Linked DNA regions of Pan troglodytes: region 1 is linked to region 2. Evidence: chromatin contacts called from public HiChIP or PLAC-seq data. All regions are on one chromosome and are shown on one strand. The core of a region is the stretch at or near the end of the contact, and the rest is flanking DNA. Distances in the headings are between cores, read along the strand shown. Region 1 holds the start of PPP4R1 (protein phosphatase 4 regulatory subunit 1). Region 2 holds the start of VAPA (VAMP associated protein A).

Region 1 (4,841 bases), core at 2,094-4,593, 300 kb before region 2:
GCGTGGTGGCACATGCCTGTAATCCCAGTTAGTTACTCGGGAGGCTGAGGCAGGAGAATCACTTGAACCCGGGAGGCAGAGGTTGCGGTGAGCCGAGATCGCGCCATTGCACTCCAGCCTGGGCAACAAGAGTGAAACTCCATCTCAAAAAAAAAAAAAAAATTTAGTTGCGAGCATTGGCAGCATCTTTAAATACCTTCATTCTGTAAGGTTCAACATCAGTGTTTCCTTCTCTGCTCTTCTTTTAAGCTTCCCTTGCTCTTTTCTCATAACAGCAAACATAATCATAATCATCGCTGTTTACCAGGAATTGTTCCAAGTGCTTCAAAGGCACTAACTTATGTACAGCCTTGAACAACTCTATGAAGTAGGTAATATTTCTTATGCCTACTTACAAATGACAAAACTGAGGCATAGGGAGGTTAAGTGAGTTGCCCAAGTCTGCCCAAAAAGACACTGCTAAGACGAACAGAGCAGCCTGGCTCCAGTGGTAACTGTAATACTGTACTGTACACCTAGATTCAAAACTGCTTGTAAACCACTAGAGGGCATGGGTTGTGCCCATCTTTCTCAAAGCTCCATCCCCAGTACCTGGCAGAGTGTTGAAACTCATGGTTGAATTTTTCACAGGTATGCCTTCCCCTCTACACTGTGCTTCTTGGGGGCTAAGGAAGAAACTGACACTGCATTTCATCCTTCAGGAGTGAGAAGTTTTTGCTCCAGTCATAAATACTTGCTGAATAAATGAATCTTCTATTTACGAAGCCGAACATAAATATAAAAAGCCCTCCTCGAGGTAACATAATCAGGGCCATTTCTCCAATCCTAACCTGGCAAGAGATCTGAAATCAACAGCTGCCTTAAATAATATCTCAAACTTACTATTAGGCAGATAAGTGGCTTAAGGTAAACATTAAATAAAATGTTAAAGCTGCCCTTCACTACATGAGTACTGCTCCCTTTAAGAGAGCTGTTTTGAGCCACCTCACTAAAAACACAGACTTAGCAAAAGTTTGGATGTGGTTCATTTACTTTAAAGATAAATTATTCGTTTCAGATAATCCATCTAAATAGTAAATCCCCCTTACTTTACTCAAAACAACCAGGAATCTAAAAATTAAGTTTACTCTGAGTAAGGGAACCACATTAGACAATGCTAAGGATTAACTACAGAGTATTTAAAAGAGTAATTTCAAACTGCAGCCATCTCTGAAATTACTTATACAGGTATTAGACAGTCAATCTCAGCATCCAGTAGGCTTTCCACTAAACAGACCACAATCCTACTATGGTTATCATCTCAACTCAGAACAATTTCTTGGTCCCTTATGTATCCCATGATCTTCGCTTATATATTTGGCACACTCTTCATTTTTAAAATGCATCTCAAAACCTATTGATTTTTTGATGGGTCACTATTTTGGAAGATTAGCGTGAATAGAAACTATTTTAAGTTAACTGCAATTGGTCACTTCTTTCAATACAAACCTGCTTAACTCTTTTGTCTTTTCTATCGTGACCCAAATTATTTTCTGAGGCTTAGAAAAGTACACATAAGACGAAAAATTCCTTTCTAAATATCAATTCCGTCGCCATCAGCAAATGTCAGAAACTTTGTCTTTTTAAAAATAAAAGCGTCAACTCTTTAAAAACTTCAGTACCTCAAAGGAAAGCTGCACTGTTAACACTGAAGGAGGGCTGGGTGATTTCTGAACATCCGCATTAAAGAAATATGCTCTCCAAACCTAGTAATTCCTGAGGAGGCCACACCTTCTAACCTTCTCGTAATCCACTAATCAAATCGGGAGCAATCTAAAAACTGCTACCAGCCAAAGTAAAATGACAGGTATGTCATCCTCAAACAATCCAAAACCGGGTCGGGGAGCCCAGACGGCTAGCCGGGGCCCAGGCTGCCCCCCGGGCGCTCCTGGAAGGGCGACTCTAAGGAAACACACCTCCCGCGCGAGCCTCTTCCTTCCTAGAGTGACGGGGGAAGGGGACACCAGGGGCAGAAACACACGCAAACCCCACTTCAAATCCTGCCCCACCGCTTCTTCCAAAACAGCCGCGCCACTGCTGAGCCCGCAGGCGATTCGGGGGCGCCGGGAGAAGAGAGCGAAGGGCGGAAAGCGAACTTGGGCGTTACTCCGGGCGTCTCCCTCCCCCAGCGGAACCTGGGCGCGCCGTTTCCTCACGGACGCGAGATTTTCCCTCCAGATCGCCACCCCAGCCCGCCTGGGGCCGCCCTCGCCCACCGTCCCCTCAGCCAGCCAGGGCCCGGCCCAGGCCTCGCCGCCGCCCGCCCTCCCCGGCCGCTCCCCGCGGAGTGCCAGGCCACCGCGAGGCCGGGCCACTCACATCCGTCTGCGTCCTCCTGCAGGTCCTCCTGAAGCAGCGAGAGGTCTGCGCCGAGGGGAGAGAAGAAAGGCCCGGTCAGCGCCCCGGGGCCCGGCGCGACGCCCCCCCCGCCCGCCCCCCCCGCCCCGGGGGCGCCTTCCCGCGCCGGGACCCCACGCCGGCCCCGGCCCGGCAGCCACTCAGGGCTGCGGCGGAGGGCGGGTGGGCTCGAGGAGCCGCCGCCGCCCGGAGAACAGGGGGCCACGTACCCGCCATCTTGTGGTCGCCCCCTCCTCCGCGGCCGCCCGGGGATCCGGGGCTACATGGAGCGGCGCGAGCCGGGGAGCCGGTGGACGCGCGCGGGAGGGGCGGCGGGGAGGAGGAGGGCCGGGCTGGCGGGGGCGCGCGCGCGGGGCGGGCCGAGGGCCCGGGCCTGCCGCGGGCGGCGCGGCTCCCGGCCGCCCGGGCCCCCGGCCGCGCCCCGCCCCGCCTGCCCCTCCGCGCGGCTCCCGGGCGACCGGCGCTCCCGCCTCCCGCCTTTCCCGCTCCTTGCCGGGCCCCGGCCCGGCGACGCGCGCTCACACCCTCCTCCCGAGCCGCCCTCACGCCGAGCGCTGCGGACGGGGGCGCGCAACCTGCCGCCGGCCGGGACCCTGCGGCGAGTGCCGGAACCCGGCCGGGCGGGGCCTCCCGCGGCCCGGCCGCTTTATTGGGTCACCGGCCTCGCCCACCGCCCTGCCAGCCGCAGCCATCTCAGCGGGCGCGCCGCTCGCAGCCAGCGCCCCATCCCCAGGCCTGCACGTACGTCGTCGGCGATCCGGGGCCGGGGGCGGCTCCGAGGTCGTCGGGGCCGGGGTCCCACCTCCTCTTGGAGGAAGCGCCGCCTTCCCACCCGCCCGGGGCCCTCGCCAAGTGGCTGCTAACAAAGCCCAGGGCCCGGCTGCGGGATGGTTGACTGACAAAGTCATGCCTGCCTAGCCAGCTTCCTCGTGCAGCACGGTGAAGGCTGGGGCGCCGGGTTTTTACTCCCACGTCCTGCCAACTCGAGCTGACAAGGCGGGCAATCCACCAGCGGGAGCGTTGGCAGGCCCGGGGTCAGATCCTGATTCAGCCAGTTAATTGGTAGGAGTGGGGCCCATTTGTAGAATGAAGGTGATAACTGCTTCGTGGGGTTATTGGCATTAAATGAAGAATGTAGGGAACCTAGCATGGTTCTTGATGTCTAGGAGGTGCTCGGTGAAGGGTGCCTATGATTCGCTTTGTCTTCTAAATACTTTTGGCAGCACTTGAGGTGTTAAAGTCTGTATCCCAGACTTTATTTGTCTTGTTGTTTTACGTGACTTAAGCGATTAGCTCAAACGCCCAAGTACAAAATGGGGCTAAACCCAGGTTTTCCGACACGGTTCTACCTCCATGGCTCTATCTCCAGCTCCACCCAAGGCCTCCAAAATGGTGGTCTCCTAAAGTGACCAACAAAACACCAAGCTGTGTCATGGTGCCACTTTGGCGATGTGGTCTCTTAGGAGAGGGAATTCTAAGTAGTTAATTAGCTTGTTCCTTTCTACGTTGTAGTCTTGACCAAGGACAATGTGTTGGCATTTAATGCCACTGAAGATTTAAGAGACTAAGGAATCAGATCCTCTGAGATTCCTAAATCTGTGTAATAAAATGGGTTCTACACATAGCTATTCCAAAAAAATCAGTCAGATATTACTAACAAGATAGACAGATTATAATCTGTATGAAATTTCTAGGAGTAATAAAAATCAGAATAGACCCCGTAACCCCGAGTATGTGTCTAATTTTCTCAACTATAAAATAATTAAAACTAAAGGCCTTTCTCTTCCTCCCTTGGTGAATGCCCTTATGTGAATTCAGCTGACACACTCAGAATGACAAAGGAGTTAGAAATTCACATCAACAGCAATTGGTCCCAACTGACTCAAACCATGAGACTTCTGCCCTGCTAAGATACCTTGTCAGTATCTACCACTTTAGCAATTCTGGGTAAATGGGGGAAGAAAGAGCCAAATCAGCTCTTTTTTTTTTTTTTTCATTAAAAAGCAAATTTTTTTTAGAGCCAGAGTCTTGCCTTACGTAGCCCAGGCTGGAGTGCAGTGGCACAATCATGACTCACTGTAACCTCGAACTCCTGGCCTCAAGAGATCCTCCCATCTCAGCCTCCCAAGTAACTGGAACTAAAGGCACAGGCCACTCCACCTGGCCAATTTATTTTTAAAATTTTTTAGGGACGTGGTTCTACTGTGTTGCCCAGGTGGGTCTTGAACTCCTGCCCTCAAGCAATCCTCTGGCCTTGGTCTCCCAAAGCGCCAGGATTACAGGTGTGAGCCACCAAACCCGGCCCAAATCAGCTCTTTATTCTAACTGGTGGTCTCACCGCAACAACACAAAATCTACAGCGTGCCAACTGTGCTTCAGCCGCTGGATGCACTAAGACAAAACTGTCTTGATCTACACAGTTGAGTTAGACTTAACAGTTCTCA
Region 2 (4,779 bases), core at 288-2,787:
GTCCATTTTACAAACCTCTAGCTACCTACAGAGTGCTGATAGGTGCATTTTTACAGAGCACTGATTGGTGCATTTTACAAAACTCTAGCTAGCTACAGAGTGCTGATTGGTGCATTTTACAATCCTCTTGTAAGAAAAGTTCTCCAAGTCCCCACCCAACCCAGAAATCCAGCTGGCTTCACCTCTCACTCCCAGGAATTTCAGGGCTGAAAACACATTCCTCCTGGGTGGCACAATCTTCTGTGAATGCCAGGCTAGCAATTCCAGCAGGCTGTTCCTGGATGGACCCTGATACCTGGATCGCACATGAAAACTTGGATTTGGTGCCTACTTCTAGACTACTGTTTCGTCTCGTTTATTTTCTAGACAAACTGTGCTGCTCCATGGCAGTAGCATCAATATGTCTTTTGTTTCGTGGCGCTACCTAGGGATTTAAATTCAAACCGTATCACAAAATACAATAAAGGTTTATTTACAGCACATTGGTTTCATTTGACGTTCCTGTACCGGACTACCCTGGCAATCGGCTAAAGTTTTGTCAGCAAGTTTGCTGCTGGGATTTTTCTTATTTGGTTCAGTTTACTACAGCCTATCGTAAGTGATGCAGATGGAGTTAGTTTCTAACATGTGAACGTGAGAACTGTTTTGGTTTGGGTCCATCATTAAAACTGAAGAAGATTATTTGGGTTCGATGGTGTAGATTTTTGACTTTTATTTCTAGTTTCTGTGTGCTTTGTCATATTTCCCCTTGCTTCCTAGACGAGGTGCGTTTCCTTATCTGATTTTGCATCACTGCAGAGAACTCAGGAAGCAGGAGAGGCTGAATTGGATACCACGGGGAATGCAGCCCTGCCAACAGAGGATTGGATAGAATTAGAGCAAACGGACACATCCCCCCACGCCTGTTCTCCACAGGGCAGATTTTATTAATATATTTCTAACATTGGGGCCTCGTTTCAGTCTTCAAGTTTTTTCTTTTTTAGCGCAAACTAGACGCGCTCTGAGAGCCAAAATTAGCGTCCGCGAACCCCACCCCATTCGCCTCCAACAGACCTAGCTCTCCTTTCCACCCACAAACAGCCGTTACTACAGTTCCCAGCAAGCACCGCGCAGGGCCGCAAAGGGCCAGGCCCTCGGCGAAGGCCCCGCCCCGCAGGGGGCATGCCGGGAGTTGTAGTGAGTGGGCGCTTCCCTACTACTACTTGTCCCTTCCACTGGGCATTCCCACTTGGAAGAGTGTGATGCGCTGCCAGAGCAGTTTCTCTAGTTCCGTACTCGGAGCTCAAGGTGACAGAGGACTGCGCTTCCAGCCCTGCGCTGCGCATCGCGTCGGTCCCGTGGACCTTTGCCCCGCCTCCTTCCACACCCGTTCCCTTGACAGCTGGGCTGCGCTCCGGGCCGCGGCAAGCCGCGAGCGCGCAGGCGCAGCAGCCCCGCGCCGCGCTAGGCAGGCCTGGAGGGCGGGACAAGCGCTAGGAGCTCCCGGCCGGGGGCGCGCACGTAGGCACGCAGAGGCCGTCACGTGGGTCGCCGAGGATCGCAGTGCGCGTGGCCGTGGCGGCTGGTGTGGGGTTGAGTCAGTTGTGGGGCCCGGAGCTGCTGACCCAGCGGGTGGCCCACCGAACCGGTGACACAGCGGCAGGCGTTAGGGCTCGGGAGCCGCGAGCCTGGCCTCGTCCTAGAGCTCGGCCGAGCCGTCGCCGCCGTCGTCCCCCGCCCCCAGTCAGCAAACCGCCGCCGCGGGCGCGCCCCCGCTCTGCGCTGTCTCTCCGATGGCGTCCGCCTCAGGGGCCATGGCGAAGCACGAGCAGATCCTGGTCCTCGATCCGCCCACAGACCTCAAATTCAAAGGTAGGCAGAACGGGGACACCCCCGGGTGGGGTGGGGCGCGCGGACGGCTGGCTGGCGGCGGGGGGCGCGGAGGGCACGTCGGCGTCCCTGGCCCAAGGGAGCGCCCCCTCCCCCACGCCCCGGCGCCTTCCCTTTCCCGGCTGCTTTCTTGCCGCCACCTCGGCCGGCCTGCCCCTTGCTCCGGCCCGCTTCATCCCCTCCCGCCCGCCCGCGCTGCGGTGCGCGCGCCGGCCGGGGCGAGGCGGAGGGGAGCCCGGCCCTGGCGCCGCCGCCGCCGCCATCTTGCGGTCCCGCGGGGGCGCCTCCTGGGCGTCCGGTCCCGCCCGCGCCGCGGTCCGCCTGGGCCCGCGTCCTTGGCCCCAGAGGCCGACGGCGTGCTTCGGCGGGGCGTGGGCGGCTGGGCACCCGAGGGCGTGCGCTCTGGGCTGCGGCGGGGAGTGGGCTCTGGAGGTGGCGCAAGCTGCGTCTGTCGCCCGCTCCCGGCTGTCAGCGGCGCGGGGAGGCTAGGGCGCGGCGCGGGACCCCTTGGGAGTGAGAGCCGCCCCCCCGGCCCCTGCCCCGGCCCGGGGAGAGCTCGGTGCAGCCGGCCCTCGGGTTCCGCGGAGGGCGTCGCTTGTCACCTTTCCGCCAGGTTTAGAACTCGGCCGTCAGGTGTAGGACGCGCCGGGGAGGTGGAGAGTCCTTGGAGGTGCCTGGCGAGGGCTGCCCGGTGCTGTTGGCACGGACCCAGGTGCGTGCGGGCAGGAGCGATGCGTCAGCTGCAAACGGAGAGTTGTAGGTTCATAGTAGCGGGGCTTCCTGCCTTCTACGACATTTCAGTGTGCCACCCGCGTGCTTTTATTTAGCCCTTTAGTTGAGCTCCTCTGCTGAGAAACCTTCAGTGCGTGTGACTTTTTTGCTTTTACGTTTGCGGTTTCCGACAGATCCTGAGAAGGCTGATAAGGTGTCACCCAGCTCTGGAACTTTGTAGGTTTTTGTAGTACTGCCGGTGATAAGTTTTTAGTCTGACTTGGTGATCCTGGAAGAATCCCAGGGGCTTTTGGTCCGTTTCCTTGTCAATGTGTAGTGTACTTTAGGAAAGAGAGTTAAAATGTACAGATTTTTATTTTTTTTCTTTGTTCTTAAGGAATACTGAAAGAGTGTGGACATCTAATAGAAAGTAGGTTCCTTCCTATCTTTAGTTAAGTGTAAAGTGAGTCCCGTTTTGGAAGTCTATGTCTTGTATTTCAGTTGTTGAATGAGAACAATTTTTGTGAGGTGTATAGCAATTCTAGTGCTAAAAGAAAAAATTAAATCCTTTATTGTTGTGTAAGGCTGAGTCCAAGAGAAAACCAACTACATTGTTTTCCATAGGAAAAACTTCAGTTTTAGGAATTTAAAATATATTCTGGAATTATGAGATTAATATTGCATAACTACATTGCAAGCTTTTTAGTGCGTTTACAAATTTCTTTGAATAGAAGTGTAAGTGAGCTACTTGTTGGGTAAGGATTTGGTTTTAAGGTTCAGTGAATGTATTTTATTGCAAGTTTATGTAAGTTGTGTGATTTTTACGTAGTTGTAGCTGGGGGAAAACCTTTGAGGAATTATGAAGAGTCCTGACTCAGCCATTATCTTGAGATAATTTAATGTAAATCTATATGGTGTGTTTTTTTTAATATTTCGTTTTTATCTTTTGATTGGCTGTGTTTACAGTGAACATTTGCTCTACTGGATAACTATGTGTAAATTGCCATTAGGGATTTATAAGCCTTTACAACCAGTTTTAGGCCAGGAAATGTCCACAGAGTTTGAAGTTTTCTCCTTAGGGAAGTTGTTATGTTGCTATAGTAAGGGAGTAATAATAGTGGAGAAGCAGGTTTAAAAAACAAGCAAAAGCCCTACACAGTGACTTACTCATATATTTCCTTTTTTGGGGGTGTTGGAGAATTACAGCTATGATTATAGAACTCATTGTTTTTGTGTTGCCAGTAAAAATAAGACTAGCCAGGGAAGCAGAAAAGGTGTGTAGATGGTATAACAGAGACACAACCGTGTCTGAGGAAAGAAGCCCTTTCTCTATGTGCCCCATCCCTCCCTTAGGAAGCATTTAAGGAAAAGGCTTGTTTTTCATTTCAGGGGAGGTTTAGGCCAAGAGAGTGATTGAGTAAACACACTGCTGTGAGAGAATGCCTGGTACTTAAATGCCCAATAGTTTGTTGTGTGTTTCAGTTTAAAGATGGAGATAATGGGGAGGATTGGGAGGTGACATTTGGTGTTTGATTCCTTAATATTATCGTTTTAGTCAAAGGTAAATTGTTGGCTTTGATGGAAACCTTTGTGTATTTAAATGCACAGTTCAACACTGAGGAGATTCATTTAGAATGTACAGTCTACTTGGGCTTAGTTTATGATAGAAAAAAATCATTTAACTGACTTACCCTAAGTCATTCAAAACTTTCTAAGTGAAGGACTTTTAAAAGACAGTTTTGCAAAATTCTTTGTCATCTTCTAGTAGGTTTATTTTAGTTACTTTGATTCTGAGTTTGAGATGGTTTCTCCAGGAGTGACTCAGGTAATCATTCTGAGATTGGATGGTTTTTCTTTTATACACCTAACAAGCATCTTGAAGATGAATTAACAGTATGTTGCACAATTTTGCAAAAGCAGATACCAACTATTTCAGTACATTTTTCTGTATACCTCAGTATTTAAAAAAAAGTTTGTTTTATACAATCGTTAACATATAAAAGTGTATTTACGATGTAATGAATTCTGAAGTAGATCACTTGTGTTAGTAAAGAAAAAGAAGTAGACACTGCTTTACTTCAAATTCTGTTTAAACCTTGGAAGTAATTTTACCTAGATTTCAGATTTGAAACTTGGTATTTTATGTGAAAGATTTTTTTTGTCTTTAAAATTTTTTACATGATAGAATTCCATTTATAA

What was found. HiChIP or PLAC-seq counts read pairs in DNA pulled down with a chosen protein or histone mark.
Region 1: an H3K4me3 HiChIP or PLAC-seq map of stem cell-derived excitatory neurons shows a contact between it and region 2, with 4 times the contacts expected there. The contact joins the promoter of PPP4R1 here to the promoter of VAPA in region 2. A contact is called at or near these places in 1 of 7 Hi-C or Micro-C datasets (stem cell-derived neural progenitor cells) and 1 of 1 datasets of contacts at active chromatin or transcription factors (stem cell-derived excitatory neurons).

Annotation. Positions count from the first base shown.
Region 1 is chr17:21,283,005-21,287,845 of NHGRI_mPanTro3-v2.0_pri, reverse strand. PPP4R1 (protein phosphatase 4 regulatory subunit 1) reads right to left here and starts at 3,343. Exons shown (of 20, transcript XM_009433642.4): 1 at 3,143-3,343; 2 at 2,359-2,403. The coding sequence starts at 3,305. It overlaps LOC104003075 (a long non-coding RNA gene), which reads left to right and starts at 3,374. Exons shown (of 3, transcript XR_002940493.3): 1 at 3,374-3,459.
Region 2 is chr17:20,980,810-20,985,588 of NHGRI_mPanTro3-v2.0_pri, reverse strand. It overlaps VAPA (VAMP associated protein A), which reads left to right and starts at 1,537. Exons shown (of 7, transcript NM_001280235.1): 1 at 1,537-1,851. The coding sequence starts at 1,794. It overlaps LOC129137842 (a long non-coding RNA gene), which reads right to left and starts at 1,400. Exons shown (of 2, transcript XR_010152020.1): 1 at 1,276-1,400; 2 at 449-849.